2 separate regions of the Sus scrofa genome follow, and region 1 is linked to region 2. Evidence: chromatin contacts called from public Hi-C data. All regions are on one chromosome and are shown on one strand. Each heading gives the region's core, a stretch centred on a gene start, on an enhancer-like site or on the middle of the called end of the contact. The rest is flanking DNA. Distances are from core to core; before and after follow the strand shown.

Region 1 (2,757 bases), core at 230-2,729, 140 kb before region 2:
GAGTGGCTAGTGTATCCTTGGTGCCTTGCAGGGGAGGGAGCAGCAATCGGGAAAGGAAGTTCAAGGTTTTAGGAGGAGAATGGGAAGAGGAAAGGTTCCAGAGAAGACTTCTGGAATAACCCAACGACCTTCTCTATCTACCCCTAAGATCCTTCCTTCTCTCACTCCTGCAGGCGTGGTAGCAGAGCCCCAGGGAGAGACTGTCAGGGAGCACTGGACCCCCCTGCTCTCTGGGAAGCCACTTCTGGGTGGCATGAGCCCGCAGCGATGTGCAGCCCTGTCCCTGTCTGCTCTGGTCAGCCTGCCCCACAGAGCCCTGCTTTGGCTCTGGGCAAGAAGAAAGCAGCATCTTCCATGCGTGGAGTATTCTAAAACAAAATAATAACTCAGAGATTTGATGGACTCTGACAGAGGGAAAAAGGGAGTGAAAAAAAAAATGGAACAAAGATGCCATTTTTAAATTACTGGCTCGGGTTCAGGATTTCACTATTTTCTATGGCAAGGAGCAAGTAAAAAAAATTCCTTCTATTGATGAGTATTTTTTTTTAATAGTCAATGAAAGCCAAAGGGCTCCGGGCTTCTGACTTTCCCTCTTGGGGGACCTTGGAGCCTGTCCTCTGGGTAACTCAGAAAAGGACTGGATGGCCAGAAGGCAGGAGGCTCAAAGGCCTCCAACAAGCGGCTCAGAGGAGGCACGGGTGCAGCAGGACACACTGTGTTTTCAGCTCGGATTCTGTGATCTTTCTGCCAAACGGGGGTTTACAAAGCAAAAATCTCCAGAGACTTCTCATACTTTCTGGCTTATTCTCCTGGTGTTCATCTTAACAGGAGTCAGCTGTTCGCCTTCTCACTTATCCAGCATGTTGCCGAGGAGAATTCAGCATCTGGTCTGGCTATTATTAAAAACAAGAACATCCTGCTCTGTCGGGAGAACAGCACCACTGGCCATAAAAAGGACACAGAGATATTTGCATCCAGGATTCCAGAGCCCCTCCAACCCACCCCACCTCTCATCCCACACCCCCCACTCCCCAGGCTTTCATTTTAAAATTTGCCCCAATGCATCTGTCATTTGCATCGTGGTCTCCTCTGTCTGAAACAGAGAGACAGAGCATACTTTTTCCTTTCCCTGGGAGGCAGGAATCACTGGCGTGGTTCAAACACTGACCCGCTCACGCAGTGTGATAAAGTTGAACTACCAGAGGAAATTTTTTTTTTTTTTTTACAACTGCGGAAATGAAAAAGTAAACAAGACTGGGGCTGCCTGGGTCTTCAGGCTCCAGCTTTTTTTGTTGTTGTTTTCGTCTTTTGCTTTTTTTAAGCATTGGGCGAGGAACCATGTAATATGAAAAAAACCCAGAGAGGTTTTATTAGCCAATAAAGAAAAAAAAAAAAAAACTGAATTCCTATTAACCACTTAACTCCTTGCTAAAGTTCCACCCTTGGCTTTTTCCCCTTGGATGCTTCTCTTTCCCTCTGATGCCCATGAGGAATGAAAGCTGGTCCATCAGCCCCTCCCAGCACAATCTGAGTTCACAGTGTGCCCGAGAAGTTGTCGTGGAGAATTATATTTCATCATAATCTCTGCATTTCTCATCTGGGAAACCACTAATCAGATCTCAAGTCAGATTTTCTATGCCTCCACATCCACACCCAGAAAGGCCCTCTGAGCACACTGCTAAAAGGGAGAAAGGTTACTACGATTTTCAAGATTACAGTATTCAGTGACTGTTAGAGAAAAACAGAACCGGGCTAAGGCATGGTTAGAAGGTGTCATGATTCCCACGAAAGACTCCTCTCCTTTCGGGGCAGAAGAATGGAGAGAAACTCACAGAGAAACAGAAAGTGAAACTGGCTAGAGTCATTGCACTGTCAGAGATGGATGCAGTTATTAAAAAAAAAAAAAAAAAAAAAAGTGAATGACCTAATGTAGGAAGGAAAGGATGTCCAAGGAGATTTAAATCATAAAACCGCTGTATTAAGGGCTCCCGCCATTATGCATGTCACGTGGTTTTGTGTGTTTGCCTTTGGCAGTTTTTAAATAATACATTTGCACATTTACATCAATCCCTCATCCGGTTGCATTTTAGGAGTTCCTGGTACCCTCTGCTCTCAAACACCCACCCTCCACCCCATTTAGGTCTGCCGCTATATCCTGGATCTCCTGACTATATTGAGTCTGTCTGACTTCCATGCCCACCTCCGGGCTAACTCTGGTACTAAGGGTTCTCTGGGAGAACTGTCCCAGGGCAGAAGGAGTCCAAGGCCACATGAGACCTAGTGGCAATTTTGTGTTCTGGCCTCCTTTAATGTTGTGAAGACAACATTATCGAGGGGCTTGTGTGGAAGAAATTTTGCTTGTCTTTCCCTTGCGGCCCCGCCCGGCCTTTTGGCATTTTGCTGGAGGGTCTTAGTTTCTCTATAAGGATGACAGGTTGGGGCGAGGCTGCAGGGAGGGGGAGGGGGGACTTCTTCCTTCCTTAGTGCTGTGAGTGACACAGAAGGATCTGGGACAAAAAGATAGCCATCACAATGTGAGCTACCTTTGCAAGGCTAAAACATAAAGCAGTTTTTTTCAGAAAACCCCACTGAGTGATCAGATACCACTGCAACAAGATAAGAAGAAAACAAAATGGAAATAGGTTTTTGGTACAAGTTCAGTGGGTTTCCAGAAACTCGATCCTTCTGCTTTCCAAGTGGCTGTGCAGGTCCGGACAGCAGAGCGGGCTGAATCACAGAGCCCTTCTGAAGAAAAGC
Region 2 (2,780 bases), core at 101-2,600:
TGATTGAGGATGATGTGACAAAAGCAGTGTATATATGTCTATGTGACGGGGTCACTTTGCTGTACAGAGGAAATTGACAGAACAAAATAAATCAACCATAATAGAAAAAAAAATTATTTAACTAAAAAAAAGAAAGCCTCGAAGTTCCCGTCGTGGCGCAGTGGTTAACGAATCCGACTAGGAACCATGAGGTTGTGGGTTCGATCCCTGGCCTTGCTCAGTGGGTTCAGGATCCGGCGTGGCCGTGAGCTGTGGTGTAGGTTGCAGAGGCGGCTCGGATCCTGCGTTGCTGTGGCTCTGGCGTAGGCCGGTGGCTATAGATCCAATTGGATCCCTAGCCTGGGAACCTCCATATGCCGCGGGAGAGGCCCTAGAAAAGTCAAAAAGACAAAAAAAAAAAAAAAGAAAGAAAGAAAAGAAAAGCATCTCTGAAGAGGTAACAGTAGCAAAAGACAGGAGTCAGGACTCCTTAGTCTAAGGAGAAACCCTCTGATAGCCACTTGGGGAAGTTACCAAGCTCATCGAGTACTAAGAACAGCATCTTCTTGGCCAAACTGGGCAGGGGGGGAAGCTTCAATTCCAAAAAAAAAAAACAAAAAAAAGAGTTGCTCAGTAGCAAGAGCTGTAATGAAAACAAAAGCTCTGGATGCTTGAAGAGGGTTCTCGTTCCTTTCAGTTTTCTCCAACCTCAGGAACACATCCAAGCAGACAATTTTAGAAGTCTTTATTTAGGATGAGGTCACGACCCCGTGAGAGAACAATAGTAAATCACTGTTGATGATGCTATTTACTTCCCAGGGCTTGAGCATTTCATTTGCTTAACTGCACTACAATAAGAAGATGAAAGAGGACGCTTCTTATGGGAATCATTTTAACAGGAGCCAGTGTCTCCTGTCCTGGCCTTAATGTGCCTGTGGTGTGATGATTTCATCATTTCTGGAACAAAGTTTTTCTCCTCCCTGCCCCCACCCCCAACACACATCCTTGCCTAGCAGCGATCTTGAAATAATTGCCTGACAGTGACTTATTTTTTGCTAACTGTACATGACATCTCCCAATGTAAATATGAAGGCTTGCTTTTAGCAGAGGGGGTGCTTCATTGAAATATTACATCTGATGTTTGATATTAATGAGCTAAAGGTGATGAATAGAGCGGGGTCGGGGGAGGGGGGGAAGGAGACAGGGGAGAGTTTGGGAGCAGATTTGAATGTTTGCTTTCTCCAGAAGATACCAGACGCTGCTCCCCAGACTCACTGACAGTTGTAATCAGTTAGATTTGCAACGGTTAGTCACTTCAGATAGTCAAAACTGCAAACTGTTACAAGACAGGAAAAGGTGGGCGTGAAGCAGTGACTCAATAAAACATTCGGCAATCTCAGGCCAGAGCATTCAGTCAGGCGGCTCCTGCAACAGAGCTTTAAAAAGCTCATTGTGTTTGGCTTTGTCTTTTTTGTCAGAGATTGTTTTTCCCTTTACTGAAAACAGAGGGTATAAAATCCAAACACAAATCTTCAACGATATGTAGCAATGCAAAGTTTAATGCCATCTTTTCATAGCTTAATGTGGAACAGGTTATATACAAGGCTTAATACAGAACAGGTCTTTGGCTGTCAGGTCTAGTGAATGGGTTTTCTTTTCAACCCAGACCATGTAAGTGCCTAAAATATGTTGAAGACACATATCATTTGTTATTCAGTATGTATAGTTTTTAAGACTCTTTGACGATACTTTGGCCAAGAGAAAAAAGAAAGAAAAGAGAAATTCGGGAGGGTGAATATTGATGAGAAACCCATTAAGTGACAGTCACTTCACACACATTGTCTCATTTACTCCTACCCAGTCGGGTTTATCACCTCATTTCACAAATGAGGAAACCCAAGCCCAGAGTGTCTTAGTAATTTAACCACACGACTAATTTAACCACACAACTAATAAGTATTAAAACTCAGGACCTGAACCCAGGTCTTCCAGACCCTAAAATTAATGCCCTTCTTTTTAACTGTGTCAGAGAACATTCTAAAAAATTAATAGGTAACGTATTGCCACATGTGTCCCAAACAGTTCTATCAGACCATGAAACACATGTAAATCTACTAACGTCGTCTGTCAGCCAGAATGATGAAATCATCTATTCTTAAAGTATCACTGATATATCATATTTCATCCACTACATATTAAATGTTACATGGATTTCAGTGATTTAATTGTCTGGTTAGGGAATAGAGGATTTATTAGAAACATTAAGACTCACCAGAAGCCGCCAGGACTCTAAACCAGTTACAGAAAACTGAAAGTCTACAGACATGGAGATTAGAACGCTGAATAGAAAGCCACTAGATCCAGATTAGGGCCTTAAGACAATGGGAAGATTGGGTAGGATGAAGGGCTGAATCCCTCGATTGGAAGTTAATTTGGGAGTTCCCGCTGCAGCTCCGAGGTAATGAACCTGACCAGTATGCATGAGGACAAAGGTTCGATTTCCGGCCCCGCTCAGTGGGTGACAGATCCGGTGTGGCCGTGAGCTGTGGTGTAGCTCTGACTTGACCCCTAGCCTGGGAGCTTCCATAGGTCACACATGCGGCCCAAAAAAGAAAAGAAAGTTAATTTGCATTACTGCATAAAAAGATGCCATTTGAGATTGAATCAATGGTCTGGAGCTGGGATTGCATTTCTAACAGTGGCTTCAAGGGCGATGCTTGGAAGGCAGTAGACACCCACAACACGATTCTTCATAAATCAAGCATGTATACATCTCAATGGTCCCAATAACTGAATAAACT

What was found. A called contact is a pair of places that touch in the nucleus more often than the background predicts.
Region 1: a Hi-C map of embryonic fibroblasts shows a contact between it and region 2, with 1.8 times the contacts expected there. The contact joins two enhancer-like sites. A contact is called at or near these places in 2 of 47 Hi-C or Micro-C datasets (embryonic fibroblasts and fibroblasts) and 1 of 2 datasets of contacts at active chromatin or transcription factors (alveolar macrophages).

What each region holds. Positions count from the first base shown.
Region 1 is chr7:40,356,678-40,359,434 of Sscrofa11.1, reverse strand. No RefSeq gene overlaps it. Among named protein-coding and RNA genes, the nearest start is that of SUPT3H, 200 kb to the right of the region's middle. Within about 2 kb of position 1,479, at least 34 of the 83 cell types and tissues checked have an H3K27ac peak or open chromatin away from gene starts, as enhancers often do. A contact at or near this core is called in alveolar macrophages and embryonic fibroblasts, where this site is marked.
Region 2 is chr7:40,219,696-40,222,475 of Sscrofa11.1, reverse strand. The region is part of intron 4 of RUNX2 (runt-related transcription factor 2); the gene reads right to left. Among named protein-coding and RNA genes, the nearest start is that of SUPT3H, 60 kb to the right of the region's middle. Within about 2 kb of position 1,350, at least 18 of the 83 cell types and tissues checked have an H3K27ac peak or open chromatin away from gene starts, as enhancers often do. A contact at or near this core is called in alveolar macrophages and embryonic fibroblasts, where this site is marked.